Regions from separate parts of the Gossypium hirsutum genome. Here regions 1 and 3 are each linked to region 2. A link is a contact called in public Hi-C data. All regions are on one chromosome and are shown on one strand. The core of a region is the stretch at or near the end of the contact, and the rest is flanking DNA. Distances in the headings are between cores, read along the strand shown.

Region 1 (4,146 bases), core at 921-3,420, 190 kb after region 2:
ACAATATTAGTAAAAATTAAATTATAATAAATAAAAAAAACAAAAATGAAACAAGGTGGTTGAGGAGAAAATTGATTATTCCAGCTGGTAAAATCCCAAGTTTGGCCCCATTCACCTACATCTTCAAAACTACGGCTACAATTTCCAAGGTGATCTTATCACTAAAAATTAATGGTCACTATTTACAATATCCATACCCCCAGTCCATAATTGCACTACACCCATCAATATCATATGAAAGTTAGAAAACTAATAAAGTACATATCCTAGTAAAAAAGCTTAACAGTAAAATTGCTTCACAGATCCTTATATTGTAAGAATCTTATCAAATTAAATGGATCACTTTAATCCTTGCCCTTATAGTTTTGCAAGAGGGACCTTTTATCAGATTTTACCAAAAAGTGAACTGACCTGAGCATTAAAGTGGAACCTATCAACACCATTCCAGTTATCGAGATCATAGGCAGTGAAGTGCTTACAACACGCCGCCACTTTCAACCTATCACCGTCATTTCCCTGTAATCCCTTCACGTAATAGGCTGCATATGTACCGGCCAGAACCGGATCTTCACCAGGCGTCTCCTGTCCACGGCCCCACCGTGGGTCCCTAAATATGTTGACATTCGGGCTCCAATACGTGAGTCCAGCTGATCCACCGTTGTACATAGCCCTTGCCTCATCCGACACCACCTGCCGCCGCCCATCCCATAAAACACATTAATTATTTATATTATTTTTGTGGTAAAATTACGCTTGCAAGTTGCCTGGAATGCTATCCAATAATAATGATTCCACTTGATGATTTTGTGAACCAATCATAACACTGTGAAATGAGCAAATTGCGAGACATGGATCTTACCTTCTTTGTCTTGGAGTTCAAGAAAAGCATAAAGCTAGCCAGGACGTTTATAATCTTTAATCTATTTGTATCAAGTGTGAAACACAAATATCTAATACATATTTAAAAATTTAGTATATGATCATATTTGTTCTTAAAATTATTTATAACTCTTAATTTATAAATAGAAAGATAATACACTTTAACATATTTAAATTTACATCTTCTTATATAGATAATAATACACACTAATTAAATTAGGACTTAATCATCAAATTTAGAAGATGATGATAGCTTTATGGATAACATTACTTCATCTAATAATGCTGAGGTATGACTATCTGTCGAAGTATAATGAAATATAAAAAGAAATGAAGCATACTGCAATTTTTTAAATCCACAGTTGACAAAGCTGACATATCTACCAGTCTAATAGTAGAGGCTATGTCATACAAAGTTAACTTCTCAATGGCTCATAAAACTATCATTCAATCCACTTGTCACCTTTTTTCCCTAAAATAATTCTACATATACCCAATGATATAAAAGTCCAATTAAATATAATTATCATTACCGGTCTAAAACTTAATTGAATTGAGTTGAATTGTAATGAATTTACTGAGTTTATTTTTTTGTAAAATTATATATGTATAAGACCTTATAAATACGTATATATGCATAAAATTTACCTAACATGTCATATCAATTAATAATATTTATATCATATAAATATATAGATATCACTACTTAGGAGAGAGTGAAAAGTAATCAACAATATTATTTTAATTTTTTTAATCTTTAAGATGACAAAAAAAAAAAGAACTTACTCGTCCAATAGCTTCCCATAACGTAGCATTGAAAGAAGCAGCAGTCGAGATTACTTGAGGGAAGCTAGTAGCACCAGGGAATGCCCCACCGAACTTAGTCCCAGGACCCACATCAGAGACCCCATGAAGAGCTTCCGACCACCATTCATACCCTTTGATCCCCAACCGTGGAATTGGTGCCGCACCGTTTATCAACAACCTTACTTTTTCTTGCAACGTCAACCTCCCTACAAGGTCATTCACTCTATCCGACATCGGCATCGAAACCTTGCAAAAAGGAAAACCAGCCGTCACCGCATCTTTCGGGTCACAAGCAAATGGATCAACGGCTTCACCAAAAGCACACAAGAGAAGAAGGGAGAGGATAACGAATTGAGGTGGTGAAGGCAATGTGAGGCTGCCAATACCCATTTTCGTTTTTCTGAAATTGAAAGTGGGTTATTGTTTATGGTACAAAGGCTAATGAAGGGGAATTGTATGGTATTTATAAAGGTGGAAACTTTGGGCTAAACAATGGCAATTGGTAATGTAATGTAATGGGACTCAACTTTTTGATCATTACATGCCATGCCCACATGTTGCCTTTAAGGAAAAAAAATATATTAATCACTTGAATATTTTAGTTTTTAATTCTGAATTTTATTTATGGGCGCAGTAATATGTCACATAACATTAGTTAAAATAATTTTTATTTTCATAAAAAAGGTGGGAAGGAGTGATGTTTTTGAAAGTGCAAAAGTCCCATGTTACCACTGACACATTTTATTTATTTATTAAGATTTCACCGTTTGTAATTCTTTAAACAAAAAGAGATTTACGTCCAATTTTTATTATTGTTATCATTTTAAAATGAAAATAAATAATAGAATTGATGTTTGAGTATTAGCTTAATTGACATGAGTATTATTGCTTATGCAGGAGAACATGGGTTTGAGTGCGCTAAAGCGCAATATCCTCCTATTTAAGGGTGAGCGTTTGATCAAATCAAGTAAAAAAATTTTGAGTTCACAAATCCTATTTTATCATCCTAACATAATTTGAAAATTTTTGAATCAAGTGAAATTGTTCGAGTTAAATTAAAAAAAATTAAACATGTCAAATAAAAACATTGTTACTGTCGAAACCATTTTTTTTGAAAACAATAAATTTTAGGTTGTCGACTTAAAAAAAAAGAAAATGAAAGTTGGGAGTCGCCACCAATCTTTTATTAAGGTGTGATTGGGTCACCTAAAAACGACTTTGGTCTACGAATTTTAGAAGAACGGGTCCGGGAGTCGATTACGTATGAGGAAGGATTAGCACCCTCATTACGCCCAAAAATTGGTACATAGTTAATTAATTAATGTCTTAAGGTCGAAAATTTTAAAAATATAATCTTTAAAAACTTAAAACGTTGCATATTAAGACCCTTTTCAATTTAGAGAAGCAAAAATGCCACACCCAATACGTTAGGGCACAACATTCTAATTTCCCCCAAAATGAATTAGATCAGAATACTTATACAATAAAACTTTAAAAGAACATCCACTCATCCAAGATTTAAGAAATCACACCCAATACGTTAGGGCATGATCCCTTTAGAATCCTAAACTTGGAATATTTCCTTTACTTTAAAAGAACATCCACTTATCCAAGATTTAAGAAATCACACCCAATATGTTAGGGCACAATTCCTTTAGAATCTCAAACTCGGAATATTTCCTTCATGATTTTTAAAAAAAATATTCATTTCGAGAAATCAATGCGTCACATCCAATACGTTAGGACACAACGTGTTGAATTCCCAATAATGAGTTTTTATTTTAATTAAAAGAATATCCATTTTGAAAAAGTTTGATTTTAAAAATCGAGTAAAAAATGTAATGTTATGCTATATTAAATATATAATGCAATAATAAATACTACGATGGCATAGAAATAATGCAAATATATGAACAAATAAGTAAAATAATGGCCTGCAAAATATCAAATAAATGGACAAGATAATAAAAAATATATGTAAACATAAATTAATAGACAAATAACTGAAATAAATAAAAAATATATACATACATCCATGAAAATATATAAGTTTAAAATAATTAAGATAATATCAAAATTAATAAAACATGTGTCTAAAATATACGAAAAATATTAGTTTTTTTAAGGTGTAAATACATGCAAAAGAAACATATTTATATATATACATATAATAATAATAATTTCATAAAAAAATTAGAAATACTGATTTTAAGAAAAATATGAGAAAGGACTAAATTGGGTCGGAAGTAAAAAAACAAGGGTAAATCCGCAAATAAATAAAAGTAAAAGGATTAATTTGAACGCGTGAATTACATAGAGGGGCTGGAAGGGAAATTTTCCCTTCTCCTCTAAAACAACGCCGTTCAACTTAGACCCAATTGAAATAAAAATAAATAAAAGGGTAAATTAAGAAAAAAAAACTTAATTACAAAAACATTAAAAGGCGGAGGGGCTAAATAA
Region 2 (4,459 bases), core at 1,284-3,783:
CCAGCTCCCCAAACCATAACACCATTCTTTCTTTTTGGTTTCCTTTTGTGTTGCGATCGCGATGGAGAGTTACGGGTCGGGTCAAAGGCCATACGGGGCGGATCGAAGGATGGAGATAGTTAGCGGGAAGAACACGAGCGTTGGATCCAATCAGATCTACTCTACTACTCGTTCGCGTTCCCCTGATTTACCACCCGTTCCGACTCGGACGAGTCAAGGATCATCGAAGCCATGGGGATTTACGGATCCCGAGATGAAGAGGAAGAAAAGGATCGCGAAATACAAGGTTTACACAGTGGAAGGGAAAATGAAAGCTTCATTGAGTAAAGGTCTTCGTTGGATCAAGAACAAATGCTCGCAGATCGTCCATGGTTATTAAAAAAAGCGGCGAAAATCAACGGCTCAGATTGTGTAACGTCGGATGGAGAGTTGGACCCGATGAAATCGATGGTTTTAGACATTTTTGGGCTGAAAAAAAACTGGGTAAGTAAAAGACTATAATAGGCGGGACATTATATAAATTTTTTTAGAATAAGGTTTATTTATTTTTCTTTTACTTTAATTCTTGCTAAAGCATTGGAAAATAGGGTTTAATTTATGAAAAATTTGGTAGCTGTTAAAAATGTTTAAATGTTGTAATTTCATTATTTCAATTAATGTTAGAAATGAAAGATGTTTGCAGAGCATTGTTGATTTAGGGTTCTATGGTTGATTTTCACCTCTTCATTTCAAAATGATGGAAGTTTTTTTATGTTGATTTTTGAGTTTTAATCTTGTAGATAATCTCTTGATGCCTCTAAAGTTTTAATTTTATAGATGTAGAGAAACTCTTGTTTAAGAATTGATAAATTAATCGAAGTCTAATATAACTAAATGGAACCAACATAGTCTTAAATGTTATAGTTTTAATTGATGTTGATTTATTGCTTGGATGACTTTTATGTTATACTTTGGGGTTCAAAACCTTATCAATGGTAAATTGATGTGTTGCCACTTTTCGAACATGCGTCTTAAATGTTTATTCAAATACTCGAATTCTCTATAGAGTTAGGAAACAAAATCCGAACTCGACGAGATATTACTAATCTGTTGAGAGATCCGTTAACTTTAAATTCTCTTCCAAATAAGAGTCGGTCTCCTTTCAACTATTGTCCAATAGGCATTGATTGAAAACAAAAAAAAGAAAAAAGAAATATACATAAAAGGGAAATTTAATAAACTGTGGGGAATGTTTGGTAATAAAGTGGATAAAACTGAATCATATTTTTCATGTAGGAAAAGGAAAGAGAAAAGGGTGCCTTAAGGTTATATGTTGAATTCCCAATGTGTTTAATATTGTGAAAGATTTTGTTGAAAATCGAGATAAAAATATGAATGGTTGGTCAAAACTAGAAATTTTATGGGCCAAAAACAAAATTTCACCATTTATTCATAGACCCCCAAGACCCCTCTAAAATGAAATTGTGATTTCACGTTATCTCTACCTCTTTCAGATAGGTGAATGACAAATCGGATTTTTTCTTCTGAAAAAATTTAAATCTAACTAAAAATACTAAAAATTAGCAGGAAATTTTTGATTTGTCATTTTTCTTATTAAAAGGGGATAGAAATTACGTGGAATCACAATTTCATATAATCATTTCTTTGAAACCAGTATTAATTGAAGTCCATACACATACAGTACAAAGTCACTAAATACTAAATTATATATATATATATATATAAAAAGGAAACATTCAATTCAATTTGATGTTACAAACTATATATATAAAAAGGGTAAAATACAAAACATAGCCCTAACGTGCATGCATGCAAATAAATGCCATTCATTCTTTGTTTTTGTCAACTTTGGCACGTCTTAGCACTTCAAGAATTCAAGGTTTGAAGCCTCATTTGTTCGTAAAATTGAGTTATGAATTCTTCTGCTTTAGCATCAATCTCTTCATCGCCGCCGTCATCGTTGTGCTCATCGCATTTCTCTTTGTCGCTTCCTTCACAAGGCGAATCATACGGGCTGGAATCACTCGATGACACGTCATTGAAAGACGAAATTGGAAATGCTATCGGAGATAACGGCGACAAGATAACTTCCTCCTTTTCTTCTCTATTGGGCATATACTTGGGCTCGAGCATGATCTTAGGAGTGGTGGCCTTCATGGGTGGGGAATGAGATGGGGACAATGGGGTGCTTTGTAAATGCATTGGATGCACCGACCCAACAGCCATCCCTTTCCACTCTACCTTTGAATCCACATCGACCTGAACGGGCTTTGAATCCAGCACCATTTCGGCCACGGGTTTTGTACGCAACAATCTAATAGCCACCTTGAAAAGACTCAGGGAAGGGGAACGTGTTCTTCCCTTTTGCAAGGGCACATCATTTCCACCATCGGGAGCCTTCTTTTTGTCCCTGAACATGGAAATACAAGACATCGATGATGATGTGTTTTCCATTTTACAGAGACAAAAAAGAAAAGAGCCCCGATGTATGGTTTTTTGCTATGCAAATTAAGACTAAAGATCCCTTTGCCAAATTGAGACAATGAAATAGCGATTTATATAATACGATTCGAGGGTATGAAACACAAGTAAAACAAAAGGAAATATTCTTAAAATGACCAACAAATAGTATTTACAACAAAAATGATACTAATTTAGTTACAAAACTCAACAATGACCCCTTTCTTAGATTCCAGTCTGTCAAGTTTTTCTTTATGAATGGGGCACCTGATTTCATTAATGTATATTATAAAACTGTTTAAAAATTCACTTTTATGATATAGAAAATATTTTAATTTAAAAAAATTATAATTTTTTCTTCGTTTTCAAATTTGATGAAAGCTTTATGATTTTCTCAAATAAGAGTTTTTATGATTAAAAGTCGATATTAGTGTGTATTGAAAATTTAAAAACAAATCTTACATGATTTAGTCCATGGCTCTATTATTAATTAATAATGATATTTTGTTTAAATTTAATTATAAAATATAATGTTAATAAAGAAACATGTTTTAATACCAACGACTCCTATGTATAAACACACTCTAATTAATACTCTCTTTTTCAATTAAAATATCAAATTTTTTGGACTTTTAAATTAAATATTTAATTAATTACATTTTACAAAAGAATATATTTTAAAACTCTTTCGTTGAAATTTTTTTATAATATATATATTTTAAAGAATAAAAATATCAAAATCAAAATTGTTTTTATATCTAATAGACTGAGGGGTACATGATTTATTAATTTTCTAACTAGAAGTTAAAATTTTTATGTGATAATGGTGTTCTTTATGTTCATTTTATGATTCATCTCATATTCGAATATGAATTCTCTTCTTAAAAATACGATATAATTTATTACTGCACCCAATAATTATGAGAAATACTTCTCTTTTAATTTCTTAAATATAAAACCTAATCAATGTATATTGATTTACCAACGAATGCATTCAATTTAGTGAGGTTGCAATATAGGAAATATACTTTTATCATTCAATAATAGAATCCAATTAATGAATGAATACCAACATTGCTAAAAAAATATTTTACTATGTAAAATGATAATTAGTGTTTGTTGATTTTAAAGAAATACAATTTTTTTTCTTCCATTTTTTTAAATATTTGTTTACGATGGTTAGAAGAAATGTGGAGATGTATGGAGGAGAAGTATTAAGCTTGAGGGAGGGTACAAGATTCACACGATGTAATATGTGTCGAGAGCCTCATAGCCTAAAGAGTTATTTGTCCCCTTTTTTGGTAAGTAAGAGCCTATATATACATACTCTTAGACAAATGTCTTCTAGGTACCCACGAGATGAGTTAGATGATATTGTTGAGACATGTATTGGTACGTATTCTCTGAACAACATGTCACATCATAAGCTTTCGCAATTTGCATATTGATGAGTCAACAAGTCTTACAAGTGGAAGATGAAGCATAATGAGATTTTTTTCATTGGTGAAGTAATCGCACATGGAATTTACGTGGAATGCAAGTGGAATATGTATACAAGTGTTTGGGGTAAAGCTTGAGGATTTTCTACAAGGTGTTCTTGATGGTGACCAAGATGAGAGGACACAACTTCCTAATTATTTTGTGAGGTCAGATTTTGAGGGGATCTTGAGTTGCTCGCATTTCTTTCATTGGTTTGGTGTTTTCTAAGGCTACTTGGAAATTTTGCTCTTATTATTGTTGTAGTTGTTCCCACATGACTTTCAATTTCACTTAGGAATTAGAATTTTGGTCACGTGTGATTTGATCATTAAAATTTGGATGTGGCTAAATTCTCGATTGTGGTTAGAAATTGCACTAAGGATTTGCCTTAATAGTTTTCTAGAAATAGAGTTTTTCTAATCATATGGGTCTAATGAGCTATAAGGTTGGTTTTTACCAAGAGGATAAGCAATGGTGGTTGGAGGATTTTCTTAGGTTATTAGCTGGTGATTGGAGATAA
Region 3 (4,060 bases), core at 1,235-3,734, 140 kb after region 2:
GAATGGTAGGGTGTGAAAGAAAAAAGAAAAATTAATTAATTGAAAATAAAATTAAAAATTAATTTTGTGAGTATAAAAATAGAAAAGATAGATGAAAATAAGAGATTGAAAATTTTGGAGATGTGGCATTAGATCATAGGTCAAAACTATATAAAAGTTAACGGTGGTAAAGAGGTTACCTAAAAAAATTAACAACTTGGATTACGATTTTCAAGTTTATTAATTAGTTTAAAAAAAAATATGTATACAAGTTGTCAAGTTTAAGGACTAAACAATATATTAATCTTATTATTTATTTAATTTTATGTGATAAATTACATAATATAAAAACAAAACAAAACATTACAAAAATTACAAAATGGGTTGTATGTAGACATAATAATGGGTCGGGCTAATGTAAAATTTTAGACCTATTTTCCAGGCCCAGGTCCGACCCGAAAAATAGGCCTAAAATTTTGCCCAAACTCGACTCAAATGAAAAAATCCTAAACCCGAGCCCGACCTGGCCCGTCCTTAACTTTTTTTATATAAAAACAAATTAAAATTATAATAATTAAATACACTAAAAATATTAAAATAATTGTTTTTCAACAAATTAAAAATATATTAAAAATATTTATACTTAAATAACACTAAGATATGTGCAACTTAGCAAGCAAATATCTCTAAAATAATAGCAAAATTAATAATAAAATAAGAGTTATACAATATTGAAACAATAACAACAAAATAATAGTAATATAACTGATTTGTTTAGAAAACGAGCCTTATTTTTTTGTCCAAACCTATTTTTACTCAAATCCTCTCACTTTTTGAATAGGCCTTTGGGTATGGACAAATAACCTGACCCATGATTAGGTCTAGTTGTATTGGGGCAAGCTTGAGCCTCAGATATTGAAGCCCAAGTTTGACCTTTATCTTAAATTAGCTTAAATTTTTTTCCGAAATCATAGACACTAATTGAAGTTAAAAAAGTATTTTTTAATCCAAACCATGATTTCAAATTAATATATATATAAACAATTAGCTTTTCAAATCAAATATTGATTTTAAGTTGAGATTTGAAATCAAATTTTTTTTTGAATTAAGATTTTAAATCAAGTTAAAAGGCCAAATTTGTTAGTTTTTAACTTTTGAAAAAATGCTTTTCAATAAAATTACATTTTTATTTATTCATTAAATCATTTACTTTATACAACATTATGTCTAAAATAGACATTTTATCTTTTTAAAAGAACTTATAGATAATAATGGTACATTATCAAAAATTTCAAAAACATTTTTTAAAAAAGTTTTTTAATAACACTTTTCAACCTCAATCTTAACCTCAACGATAAACTAACTTTAAAAGAGCCAAATAGTAATAATTGAAAAGAAAAGAAATAAGTGTTAGATTGTGCTAGTAGTCACCATACTTTAAGAAATTTATGGTTTAACCTTTATACTTTAATTTGATTAAATTTTGTCCCTATATTATTTGTAAAGTTGTAGTTTTGGTCCATATTATCTAATCTCTAATTGGATCCTTCCAAAGCTCTTGTACTTTTTAGATTTTGAAATTTCAGCCTTTAACGCAAATGACAATAGTTAATCTATTAAGGGTGAGTTTGGATGGATGGTGGGGTACAGTGCGGTGGGTTTAACTTATTTTTTGTCTCACGTTACAATATTGCTACAATATTTAATTTCACTACCACCACTATTTTTACACTAACTGCAGGTAAACGTACTGCCCATCCAAACCCACTCTAATTAAATTTGTAATGAATAATATATGGAAACAACAAGTTGATATGGTATTATACATATAATAATATGTTTGGCGCCAGAGGCAGATTTAAGGGGGTTGGCAGGGGCCCCGACCCCCATAAAATGAAAAATTTACCATTTTGACCCTTTAAATTTTTAAAAAATTTAATTTAATAAAGGTAAAATTGTTCTTCCCCCTAAAAATGATAAAAATTTGATTTAATCCTTTAAAAATTGTAAAGATATAGATAATTTAATTTTAGCCCCCTAAAATATTTTCCTAGCTTCGCCCGATGCATCAGATTTTGAAAATATAATAATTTAATGAATTTAATACTTATATTTTAATAATTATTGAAAAATTAATATTTAAAAACTACATAAACTAAAAAAAAACCAAATTAAAGTAAAAGGATTAAACCCGAAAAGCACAAGGGCTAATAGCAGAATTTAACCATTCAAAAAGAAACCAAGTTTCAGCCTAGTCGTATACTTCTGATTGGGCTTTTCGACAGTAATCAGATGCCCTCAAAATCGGTGATATCAGTCCACTACAGAAAGCCCAAGACTACACGTGTCAAATTATCGTTCCGTCATTATACCACGTGGAGACACCATATTCAATCAAGAAATTTCCATCTCCCGCCACTAGAACAAAAAATAAAAAAAAATCAAAACGAAAAGAAAATTTTCCCTCGCATCGGCCCCCCGAATATAATAAACTCACTATTTTCCCACTCTCTTCCTCGACAAGTTTTGTAAAACCCCCCAAAATCCCTTTTTTAATCCCTCGCTTTCATATCATTTCTAAACTCATTTGATTAAATTCCTCCTTTTTAGTGTTATTTCCCCCATAGATTCAAAATCTCCCTATTGTTCAAATTACCCTAATTTAGTATTTCTGTTTTTAAACGCTAGTTTCCGATCCGATGCTGGAATCCGATACTCCCTCGAAAACGTTTCTCGGCGTTCGTTTTTGTCTTTACGGCTTCGATCCCGTTAACGAACATAATGTACTTCCGTAATATCCCGCGTTATCTTCTATTAGTGTTGTTTTTTTGGTGTCTTCAAAGCGCTCTGCTTCTTAATCTTTGTTTCATTGAAGTACTTATTTGAGCAAAAAATAATAAAGCTTTTTTTTTTTTGTGAAGGTTCGAGTAAAGCTAATTAACGGTGGCGGCGTTGGTGTCGGTCAGTATAGTCAGAGTTGCACTCATGTGATTGTTGATAAGATTGTCTACGTAAGTCTATTAAAGCAATGGTGCTTGCTTTATATATAAATTCTTTTGTTAAAAAAAGATGCTGAAAATCCTGCTTTTACATGCTTGTAGGATGATCCTGTATGTGTTGCTGCTCGAAACGATGGCAAAACAGTTGTCACTGGGTTATGGGTTGATCATAGTTTTGATATTGGAATGCCTGTTGATGCTACTTCGGTTAGTTTGTTTTGTTGCAGTACTTTTTAAAGCTAACTGTCTGATAATTGTTTAAGATATTTTTGAATTTTATACAATGTCTACTATTTGGAATTTTCGATTCATGAATTCAATTGGTGTAGCACATTTGCAATAAAATGATGAAATTAGAGCCGATATTTGATCAGTTTATTGATAATTTCTCACGCATACAACTTCTACGACATAGAGACGTGTCATTGTTTTGGGGTCAGAATAGCTGTCATGATCTGTATCATTTCTTTAATGAAGTTGGACTTTATTCTTATCATCTGTGTAAACTTGTGAATCTGCCATTGTTTTCTGACAGATTATGTACAGACCTCTTAGGGATTTAAATGGAATTCCTGGTGCTAAAAGTTTAATTATATGCTTGACTGGATATCAAAGGCAAGATCGAGATGACATTATGGTATTGGTCTATCCTTCACTATTGTTGACTACTTTTATTAATTGTAAAGCAAATAAAAATGTTGTGTTGTTTTACCTATGTGTTTGCAGACGATGGTTGGCTTGATGGGTGCTCAATTTTCTAAGCCTCTGGTTGCAAGCAAAGTTACTCATCTAATATGCTATAAATTTGAAGGTGAGATTTTCTTCGTTTTCCTTATCAAAGGGCTGTGAAAGTAAACTTCACAACTTAGGATCCTGTGAAGATCTTGTCAATCTTTTTCACATTGTAATTATTATGATGAGTTTGTTCTTTGTGTCTACTCTTAATACGTTCCTGCTCTCTTTTTCTTTTATTCATTCCTCTGTGTTTCATATTTGTATATAAACTATTCATGCATCTATTAGCCAGTTTTGATGGCCTTTTCTAGTAAATGTTAAGATGCAGGTTTTCATGTGTTGAAGTT

Evidence for each region. Hi-C and Micro-C count contacts between places; a contact is called where the count stands out from the background.
Region 1: a Hi-C map of leaf shows a contact between it and region 2, with 2.0 times the contacts expected there. The contact joins the promoter of LOC107946033 here to the promoter of LOC107947553 in region 2. A contact is called at or near these places in 2 of 34 Hi-C or Micro-C datasets (both in leaf).
Region 3: a contact with region 2 is called in a Hi-C map of leaf, with 3 times the contacts expected there. The contact joins the promoter of LOC107946035 here to the promoter of LOC107947553 in region 2. A contact is called at or near these places in 5 of 34 Hi-C or Micro-C datasets (leaf and petal).

What each region holds. Positions count from the first base shown.
Region 1 is chrD12:43,842,621-43,846,766 of Gossypium_hirsutum_v2.1, reverse strand. LOC107946033 (probable beta-D-xylosidase 2) reads right to left here and starts at 2,170. Exons shown (of 5, transcript XM_016880213.2): 1 at 1,666-2,170; 2 at 412-690. The coding sequence starts at 2,076.
Region 2 is chrD12:44,034,535-44,038,993 of Gossypium_hirsutum_v2.1, reverse strand. LOC107947553 reads right to left here and starts at 2,533. Exons shown (of 1, transcript XM_016882171.2): 1 at 1,693-2,533. The coding sequence starts at 2,454. The coding sequence ends at 1,867. It overlaps LOC107946040 (heparan-alpha-glucosaminide N-acetyltransferase), which reads left to right. Exons shown (of 13, transcript XM_016880221.2): 13 at 1-751. LOC107946042 reads left to right here and starts at 62. Exons shown (of 1, transcript XM_041106823.1): 1 at 62-379. The coding sequence starts at 62. The coding sequence ends at 379.
Region 3 is chrD12:43,898,442-43,902,501 of Gossypium_hirsutum_v2.1, reverse strand. LOC107946035 (BRCT domain-containing protein At4g02110) reads left to right here and starts at 2,484. Exons shown (of 10, transcript XM_016880216.2): 1 at 2,484-2,762; 2 at 2,901-2,990; 3 at 3,081-3,185; 4 at 3,514-3,615; 5 at 3,705-3,789. The coding sequence starts at 2,679.